2 separate regions of the Oryctolagus cuniculus genome follow, and region 2 is linked to region 1. The links are chromatin contacts, called in public Hi-C maps. All regions are on one chromosome and are shown on one strand. The core of a region is the stretch at or near the end of the contact, and the rest is flanking DNA. Distances in the headings are between cores, read along the strand shown. Region 1 has its middle 180 kb from the start of POLR2M. Region 2 holds the start of ALDH1A2 (aldehyde dehydrogenase 1 family member A2).

The links. A called contact is a pair of places that touch in the nucleus more often than the background predicts.
Region 2: a contact with region 1 is called in a Hi-C map of an unstated tissue, with 2.2 times the contacts expected there. The contact joins the promoter of ALDH1A2 here to the enhancer-like site in region 1. A contact is called at or near these places in 3 of 6 Hi-C or Micro-C datasets (ear pinna, psoas muscle and an unstated tissue).

Annotation. Positions count from the first base shown.
Region 1 is chr12:80,749,892-80,755,027 of mOryCun1.1, forward strand. No RefSeq gene overlaps it. Among named protein-coding and RNA genes, the nearest start is that of POLR2M, 180 kb to the left of the region's middle. Within about 2 kb of position 1,725, at least 1 of the 8 cell types and tissues checked has an H3K27ac peak or open chromatin away from gene starts, as enhancers often do.
Region 2 is chr12:80,968,567-80,973,814 of mOryCun1.1, forward strand. ALDH1A2 (aldehyde dehydrogenase 1 family member A2) reads right to left here and starts at 3,492. Exons shown (of 13, transcript XM_002717704.5): 1 at 3,060-3,492. The coding sequence starts at 3,176.

The DNA.
Region 1 (5,136 bases), core at 475-2,974:
ACCAGAGTTTGATCATATGAACGAGATAGCGAACTGATACCTAAATTATTAACTTACAGGGTAAAATATATGGCAAAATAGAATTAGTTTATGACTATCTTGTATCAAGAGTAACCCTAAAGATAGTAATTAATAACTAATGCTTGGCTGGGTTGCTTGAGACTGTCTAGTAATATCAGCAACATTTTATAAAAGGTGTTCACATAAATCACCTCACTTGACCCTCTCAAAAATCTTGGGAGACAGAGCAGACTTTTATTATCCAAACTTTACAAACAAGGAACCTGTCTCAAGTTCAATGATTTGCTTAAGTTAACACAGTTTGTTCAGGACAGAAATGGAACTGGAATTGAACTTGTATGGTAAAAAAGAATTTGGTTCATGATTACAAGCCTTCTGCTCTTTCTGCTAAAGGGTTTTAATATATGTTAAACATCTAATTACAATTGAAGAAGATTGCAAAACATGAACCTAGAAAATCTGGCCCTGTAATTTAAAAAGTAAAGGAAGGAAAGAAAGAAAAAAAAAAAAACCTCCCATATTTTGACTCTTGGAAATATTTTTAGCAGTTCGTAAAAGTGAGAAAAAGACAATCCTAACTATCAGTGAAGTTCTTTATCAAGTTAACACCTAGTTAAAACAGGTAATGGAAGCCTTATACATACGAAATCCAGACTCTCAATAAACTCACTACCACCAGATGTGGACTGAGACACACACCAGTCTGGGAAGCTGGCCACCATAAACCCTCTGAGAGCCATAGAGGAGTCATATAACCATCTCACTCCATGTGATCACTGGTCTTTTATAGCATTGCCCTGCCTTTGGCTGAATAGAGATATCTCCATTAATCTACTCCTAACTAAAAGGATGCGTTTTCTCATTTTCATTTAGACATATTTGAAAATAGGAAAGAGATCGATCAATACACTCATCTTTCTGCAATCATTTGAGAGACCAAAATGGCCATGGTGGTAATATATGGCATGTACAATGTGAATCCGTAAAAGCTTCTGGTCTTTCAAGGTTATTACAGAGACAACCATGGGAAGTAATAAAGCTGCGTCGTTTATTTAAAGTGAAGGACTTAATCTTGTCTCTCTTGGTACTTCCTCTCTTTTCTCTATTTTTAAAGTGCTGACTAGATGATATGGAAGAAAAGAAAGGTGCTAATTTCAAACGCTCAAGAAGTCCGTTTGGTGAACTGATGTTAGATAAAATCCATCAACTATTTCAGAAATAAAAGTTGGTAGTATTAGCTTTCACACTGATGCCAGACTTAAGCCTTGACATATGTCATTTTTGTTTAAGTATCAATGCAGAAATGACGCAAAAGACACCTGTCTTCCCACTGAGACTGACAGAACTCCAAGGAGAGCTGCATTATTTGGACCCTAGAAAGTTGATGCTTTGCATAAAGCTCACTGCGGCTGTTTATGCCTCTGATGTACTGTGAAATTTGATTGCTAAATCTGGTTTGGAAAAATCAGAATGGGTAAAATTATACTGTGAAATAGAATTTCCAATACTATTTGGGAAAACAGACAAACAACCTGTAAAAACACATGCATCTGATACTCTTTGGGGTGAAGGCTATGATGAGAACCGACAGGTTCTATAACATTTTTCTTGTTGTCTTTTCCCACTGCCCTCAGCTAGCCTGTGAGGAGACAAAGAGCAGGTTCGTGTCAACATCTGGCTAGTGTCCAGACATGAGCAATAATGCTCTCCACCCACACACAGGTGCGGCCATGTGAAATGTCTGGATGCCACATGGCACAGCCTAACAGGATATGCCTGGGAGGCAATGGGTGCGCCCTGTGCTCTGGTCCATTGCATCCACGGGCACAATCCCAGAGTGACACATGGAATTGAGGAATCCTCACTTCCAGCCAACTTGTATCTTTTGTCTGTTTTGCAGGAAATACAGCGACCCGGCAGTCGTCCCTGCCTGTGTGTCCCCTGGAAACCCGGGAAGAGCAGGAGGAGGAGAGGGGCTTCAGTACATAGCTACCAGGAGCCTGCTCCCCAGGTAATAGAAAACTTGTGCTCTGTGAATAAACCATCTAAAACCCCACCATGAACAGGATCAGAGGACCAGCTCCAGAAATCACCCGCCGCATCGGATGGTCTGTAGCATTGATTCATGTGGGCTGGGCTCATCCTTGCAGCCATCTCTCCCACCATTCTTTTTTTTTTTTTTTAAGATATATTTATTTATTCATTTGAAAAGCAGAGCTACAGAGAGGCAGAGAGATAGAGAGAGAGGCCTTCCATCCGCTGGGTTCGTTCCCCAAATGGCCGCAACGGCTGGAACTGGACAGATCCGAAACTGGTAGTCTGGAGCTTCTTCTGGGTCTCCCACGTGGGTGCAGGGGCCCAAGCACTTGGGCCATCTTCTACTGCTTTCCCAGGCCAAAGCAGAGAGTTGGATTGGAAGAGGAGCAGCCGGGACTAGAACCGGTGCCCACATGGGATGCCGGCACTGCAGGAAGCGGCCTCACCCGCTTTGTCACAGCACCGGCCCCTCTCTTACTATTCTGAACAGTGCCAACGCTCCAGCCCTTGGACTCTCTTTTCCCATTCGATTCTGTGTGTGCTGGAAGGGGAAGGTTTTTGAAGAGTTTCCATGTTGCGAAGCACTGAAATCAAGGCGGATAGTAACCCTGGAGTCGTACTCGTGGCTGTCCCCCTTACTGATGGCGCCTGTAAGATACCGGTTTTGTTGGCTATCTGGAATGTTATATTTTGGACCATTATGTATCTGTGACCATTGCCTGGGCTCTATGTGAGTGAGTTTTGAGATCAGTTAAATTCTAACACAGGTGTGGGAAGCAGAGGCAGGTAGGTCAAAAATCTGCCATTCCAGGGTCAGTTGTCATTGGAACAAACAGTTCCACAACTAAGTTGCGAGTTTGGAAATACTGCACTTTGCCACACCATCACCCATGTCTTTTTTTTTTCTTTTCTTTTCTTTTTTTCTGCCAGGCAGAGTTAGACAGTGAGACAGAGAGACAGAGAGAGAGAGAAGGACCTGGGCCATCCTCCACTGCCTTCCCAGGCCACAGCAGAGAGCTAGTCTGGAAGAGGAGCCACCGGGACTAGTACCCGGTGCCCCAACCGGGACTAGAACCTGGGGTGCTGGCGCCGCAGGCAGAGGATCAGCCAAGTGAGCCACGGCGTCGGCCCACCCATGTCTTAACCTATCAGGAAGGAGCACGCTGAGCCAAGGACCAGTTGCAGGTGGCTCGCCAGACCATTTTCCTGTAGAAAGTAAGACACAGACACTGCCTTTGGGGTTTCTCTCCATGTGTTCATCAGTGTGGGTCCACCTTCCAGAACCTGCCCGCCTCCAGCATGCTGGGAAAGTAGAGTTCCAGGCAGAGAACTGGCCCAAACTTCCGGCTGCTGTGAGCCTTGCTTAGCTGCTAGCAGCCGCCGTAGATGTCTCTCATCACAATGGCTAACCAGGCCCAGTGGACCCTGTCTCAACTCGGGCTTCCAATTCAAAAGGCAAAACATCCTGACCAAGGGAACTGAAGAGGAGTTATCTAGGGCATTTGATCTTGTGGTCGTTTTGCAGACAAAAATGTTCCATCCATCGCTTTCTTCAAGGGCAGGAATTTGGTACTCAAATTATCCAGCTCATTACAGTACTTCTCTTGGCATTCGCAAAGGAAATTGTTGTGTGTGTCTGTGAGAAAGAGATTTAATGTCTTTATGTTCCTTTGATGCCTGCCTCCCCTGAGTTTCTATGACCACAACCAAGGATACCCTTGCATGCAGTTTTGTAATATGAAGCCCTGACATAGAATATTGGGATGGTGTAAGGGGGAGGGAGTGAAACTTTACTTTTCTAAAATTACTTATGAGCTGCCAATTCTGAAAATTAGCCTTTATGTAATTAGTTTTGAATGACAGCAAGTCCAAGCCAGTTAAGACAGAAGAAAGTAGAGAGGTAGGAGCACCGTGGGAGTGCGCCTGTCTAATCTCCCGCACATCCCTAACGCTAAGGCTAATCAAGAGAATGTTGCTGCATGAAAGAGTGACTGATTAAGAGGAAACTGGGAAGGCTTTTGCAAAGTTGACAAAGGAACGTCAGGACATTTCAAAGTCTCCTCAGAACAGACAGTAAACATGTAGACCTTCCTTGCTTTATTTTCTGCTTCTCCCTGTGAGACTTATACGGTGGTCATGTTTCAGAAGAGGTGCTCAAAATACCTTACAGGGTTTGAGTGCCATCCAACCCATAGCTTCGTGTTTAGGAGCAGGGGCTGTGGAGGCAGACCACACACCACTGGCACCTGCCCCGGGACTCTCTCTGGGCAAGCTGTTTCCCTCTTGGTATCCCAGTGAGCTCATCTATAGAATCAGGTCGTGGCTGGCGCCACGGCTCACTTGGTTAATCTCTGCCTGCGGCACCAGCACCCTGGGTTCTAGTCCCGGTTGGGGTGCCGGATTCTGTCCCGGTTGCTCCTCTTCCAGTCCAGCTCTCTGCAGTGGAGGATGGCCCAAGTGCTTGAGCCCTGCACCTGCATGGGAGACCAGGAAGAAGCACTTGGCTCCTGGCTTCAGATAAGCACAGTGCGCTGGCTGTAGCGGCCATCTGGGGGGTGAACCAATGGAAGGAAGACCTTTCTTTCTCTCTGTCTCTCTCTCTCACTGTCTAACTCTGCCTGTCAAAAAAAAAAAAAAAAAAAGAATCGGGTCGTAACAATCCCCATCTCACAATCTCACAGCTTTGTGGGCAGGAATAAACTCCTCACGTCAAAGGCTTAGCACCGTCACAGGCACATGGTGAGCACTTGGTTGATGCTAACCACTATGAGCAATATTTTGTGGGAATAATCAGTCCCTCTGCTTGGGACTGGAACCATTTCCAGTTGACTGGGAATCATATGGCTGTCTTTTTTTTAAAGACTAATTTATTTATTTGAAAGGCAGAGTTACAGAGAGGCAGAGGCAGAAGCAGAGAGAGAGAGAGAGAGAGAGAGAGAGAGAGAGAAAAGTAAGTCTTCCATTCTCTGGTTCACTCCCCAGATGGTGGAGCTGTGCCCATTCGAAGCCAGGAGCCAGGAGATTCTTCTGGATCCCCCATGCAGGTTCAAGGGCCCAAGGGCTTGGGCCATCCTCCAC
Region 2 (5,248 bases), core at 2,242-4,741, 220 kb after region 1:
GCAATCAGAATCCTATGCTAGATGTTAAGCTATCTTCTTTGGCTACCGACAATGGATTGCACATTCTCTCAGCTCCAGATCAGTCCCCTTACTACTTCATGTCAGTTACCTCTCCTTCACCGACACAGTCTTTATACATCACATTCCTTCATAAGGGCTCACATTTAACACATGGGATCCAGCTTGCTGTATTAGGAAAACAGAAATGATACTGTCATTGGACATTAGTCTAAAATGGATATTGGAACTTCAAAGTGGCAAGCTTATTTTTAAAATGAAATGTAATTGCCTAAACATCAATGCAAAAGCATGAGTATAGCCCTTTCAGCATCCCTGCAGACTGAACTTAAATTCTGTAGCATTTCTACTGGATCACTGACAGGCAAAGGCAGTACCTGTCAATGCAGATGACCTGCCTCATTCTCTTTTTTTGTTTGTTTGTTTTTAAAAAACAAAGGTAAAATATTTTGAAAGAAGAAAGGAAAAGGTAAAAAAAAGATCACAAATACAAGATATTCTAAGTGCATGTTTCTTGAAATTCTCACAACTCAGTAAGTTATTTGTAAGCCACTGACTTTATGTTGATCCCAACATCACACCAAAAAAAATTATCCAGAAAAATCACATTCCAATATTTCACAGGAAAGATTTATGTTTAGCAATACAAAATGATCAATTAGCAGTACACCTTGGTTTGTCCCACACTGCCATTTTCTGATGCAAATATTGTTTGTTTCATGCAATTCAACAGGCCCTGAAGCATAGTTCTTTTTTATCCATTATTCTCTTAAAATTACCTAATGAATATGGCATCATTGTTCTAAAGGATTAACTGTCCACCTACCTTGTTCATTCTTCTGTTTGAAATTGCTAATATAATTTCCCTCACTTCTGATTCTAAGTGAATTTTTAAAACATTCTCCATTAATCTGATTTTGCTTTTAAGTATAAAATCATTACCCATTATCTTGAGTTACCAAAAGAGCAATTTCTGTTCTTCGTGTTTAAAAAAAAAAAAAAAAAACGCTTGTCCATGACGCTTGTCTGAGAAAATTTAGAAGTCTCACTAAAGAGCTGAGGAGGAAAGCAGCTGGAAATGTTCGCAGATACCTGATTTTACAAGTTCTGTGCAAAGAGCTCGCCTTTGGATTAGTGTTACTCAGTGTTTATGAGGTTGGTTTGTCAAGACAAAAATAAGGTGCCTCCTCCCCACAAATTAAAGAATCAGGTTACAATCCATTATTTCATTTCTGATTGTTTTTCTTTGTAATAAGTGGGAAAGTGGATACTGGATAAAAGTCTTCCCCGAGCTAAAAGACTCCACATTAAAGGCTCCAATTAGCTATAAATCAGTTGTCTTTCCTACTGGGGGAGAACAAGAGAGAAAAGAGACTGGGGGGTAGTCGGAAAAAAAAGAAAACTGGAAGAGCCTCCAAATTAAATTCTGAAAAAGATACCTACTGCATACCTACAACTTCTTTCAGGGACTGCTGGGAAAATGCTATCAAAAATAAGACTAAAACCAACCTTGCCGAATCTGAGGGTTGGGACCTTTCTCCTGCCTAGATCTTGCATCTTAAGACCTTTAAAGACAGCCTGGGGAGGTTACAGACCCTCATAAAACAAAACTTTTATGCTGCCTGCTTTCCCTGCTTGTCCCTAAACCCTGAGATGTGCCACACATTGGCAGTATTGTTACGCAAACAATGCCTAAAAGGCTATAACCGTTAACGACCTCTCATTAAAATGGCTTTCAAAAATTTGTCACACCATCTAAAAAAGCTAACAGGTACATGAAATCCATCTAAATCGACATTCAAAACACGAATCTCCCTCATTTGTATCCTAAAACTCAATGCAAGAAAAATTTCAGAACTCTGATTTTCTTTAATTTCTCTTGTAACCATTAAGCTAGAACCAGTTTACTTCTGTACAAAATTTAGTTCATCTTGTAATAAACATATTGATATACAACTTTAACCATTACTGTGTGCGCACATGTGTTTAAGTTGGTCGGGAGAAGTTTGTGGTAGAAATCTAATGGAAGCAATAAAAAAAATCAAACCAGGGAACTGAAAAATGAATTCCAAGAAATTTGGCTTTAAATTCCATCCACCTCCCCTCTCTTCCAAAAATGTTTTAACATTACAATCCCCTAGCCTGTGTGTGTGTGTGTGTGTGTGTGTGTGTGTGTCGATAAATTTTATCTATGATTAATTTATAGAAAGAAAGCAAATTCAATTTACATTAGGTAGCGGATGCATTTTTTTTTGTGGTCCAACAACAACAAAAAAATTGCTACTTGGCAAATTCAAGATGTCAGAGTTCGTTATTAAAAAATCAAGTGTTTCCGTTCAAAAGCGAACCCACCAATTTGCACAAATCTGCACGCTTTTCGAGCTTTCCAGGGAAACTACCACAGACTACACAATTCAAGAAATACTGGGACATTGGATCCCCCGTGCTCAGCAGCCTGGCTTCCCGCGAAATTTGTCAAAACCAGCCGGAGCGCTGGAGCCCTGACAATTTTCGTTCGAGGAAGCGCCTCTGCGCTGTCCCGGCGCCCGGGGACCTGATGGCCAGCAGCAGCCCAGCGGCTCTCTCAAGAGGTTGCAGGGCCGAGAAGGGACCGCCGGGTTTGCCGGGCCAAGCTGGCGGGGACCCGACCCCTTGTCCCGCTGTGGGGGCGACCGAACGGGTTCCGACTGCTTCCCCGCGGCGGTCGGGACCGGGCGAAGCGGACCCGAAAGCAGCCGCACAGACGGCCGGGGCCAGGAGCCGCGGACCAGAAAGCAGCCGCACAGACGGCCGGGGCCAGGAGCCGTTGACGGCGGCCTCAGGTTGCCGGGGGTCCCCGAGACGTCCCAAGACTTCAAGAGCCTGGGTCTCCGCGGAGGAACTCAGGGCGCCCCACTGCCGCGCGGGGTCGGCCGGCGGGTCCTGGGCGACCCCGGCCTCCGGCTCTGTCACGCCGCCTTGGCCCCCCTAAGGAGATCGCGGAGAGCAAAGAAGGTTCTAGAAAGTCTCCGCAGACGGCGGGCCCGCCGGCCTCCGCTTACCTTGGTGTACTTGATTTCGAGGTTGGGCGTGGGCGACGGCAGGAGGTGCAGGGACGCCATGAGTGCGGCAGGGTCGGCTTTCACCTCGCCGGGCATCTCGATCTTACTGGAAGTCATGGTGGCGGGCCGAGGTGTCGCTCGCCCGCGGCGTGGGGCTGTGCGGGCTGTGCGCGCGTTGCGGGGCCGGGGATGCGCTCGCCTGTATATAGGCAGGTGTCAAGCTGGGGCTCTTCTTATTGGACGTGAGGGCCGAGGCGCGGGGGGCTGGGCCGTCCCACCTAGGACGCCCCGGCGCAGCCGCGATTTACATAAAGCCCGCGCCGCGCGGCCGGGACGCCCCACGGTCAAGTCCGCCCACTCCCGCCACTCTGCGCGCAGGGAGCGGCCCACGGGCGCGCTGCCGCCGCTGCCCTCGACGGCCGAGACGCAGCGCAGCGCAGCGCGGCGGCCGGCGCGGCTCGGCCCGCCCGGAACCGGTCTCCCTCCCGCCCGGTCAGTGTCGGCGGGAGGCGCACCGTGGTCCAAGTCGGCCGGGGGGTCGTGGACCCAGGAAGCAGAGCGGGGCCGGGGCTGAAGGGGGATCGGAGCTGCCTCTCGGTGGAGAGCGGCGCGCCCTGTAGGCGCGGGAAGCCCAAGGCTCTGAGGGCGCCGAGGGCAGCTCTAGGGGGCTGAGACCCTCTCCCAGCTCGTCCCGGGACGCGCCGACCCTCACTTCCCCTTCTCTCCCCGAGGCGCCGGGGGCTGTGGCACCGGGCTCTCCTCTGCTCCCCACACCCAGTGCTCTCAAGGTGGCCCGAGGTGCGCCGGGGCCGGCCGGAGGGTCGGGGAGAGGCAGCGCTGAGTGCGAGGGTCTCTCCCCGCCCTCAGAGAGAAGCTCCCCGCGAGCCGGTCCGCGCAGCGAGGCCCGCGCCCGCCGTCTCCCGCCCGACTGCTGCCCTCTGCCGGCCGGGACCCTTGCGGGCGGCCCGGAGGATGTAGGCCTTTGCCTCTCCTCAGAGTTGCACGTTTCCTGGGTTCCTGGTGTCTGTCTGTCTGTCTTTCTCTCTCTCTCTCTCTCTCTCACACACACACACCTTGTTTTCTCTTGTTTTTAGCGTAACATCTATGATCCTAAGCTTTGGGGTTGAATTTCCAACTCCACACCCCTAATTTGTTTCTGCGCTGTGCCAAGTCCTCTTCTAGTTCATGGATCAACATGTGATGTAAATCAAAAACTCAGAGACCCGACCCCAGAATAGGCTTTGAGCTCTGTGGGCTAACTCTAGGTCCCATATGAAAATACCTTTGTAGGTGCCTTCCTTTCCTCATTCCCATTGGTAGCCTGTTGGAGTCTAACAATGAACACCTTCCTACCCCCTATTTTTACGTGGAAAGAGCTTTTTCATGGTGAGGGGCCAAACTACCAAGCAGATCCTTGTTTCTCATCTTAATACCATGTTCAGGGTCCCTAGAATTCTGTTCTTCGCATTTTAAATGTCAGCCAGAAAACACCTGCCTTGGATACTTTCAGGAGCTATGACGGCTGAATTGTAGCTCTTTGAACGCTAAGCAATGATAGGAATAGACATATTTCCTTTTAGTATATAGTTTATAGACATGAGACACAAGTTTTCAGATCCCAAAGTGACATGAGTGAGTTGTTTTTGTGGGGAAATTGCAGATTTTACCTTAGGTAGCTTGAGGGATCTTGATTCAGAGAGGAGTTCTGTAACCAAAAAGTATGGCTTAGCAACTGTATACAAGTATGTCGCTGTGATATACATTTATTAAAGCCTTGGAGGGTTAACTGTTAAACTGAGAGATAAAGAAGTAAGGTTTCAGATTTTGTTGGAGAAAGAAGGTCCCAGCAAGGAACAGCCATGATACATATGGAACAATTCTTCTAACGTATTTTGAGCACTTTTTCGGTGCCAAGCCTAGTGCTAGAGACTGGTTTACAGACTACACCAACAGCCCTTGCCATCAATGAGCCCATGATCCCTCCTTAAAAATAGGTTGACCAATGACTACCAGAGGTTCTGGGGGAAAAGTGCGTAGGAGCATTAACATGATTTGGGTGCTCCATTAACTCTCTGGGGAAGTTGACCTTGGAGCTGAACCTTTGAGCAGTGAGGCTTCAATGAGATGAGGCAAGGACACAGTTGACAGAAAAGCTCGCAAGAGCGAAGGCATAGAGATGTGAGCATACT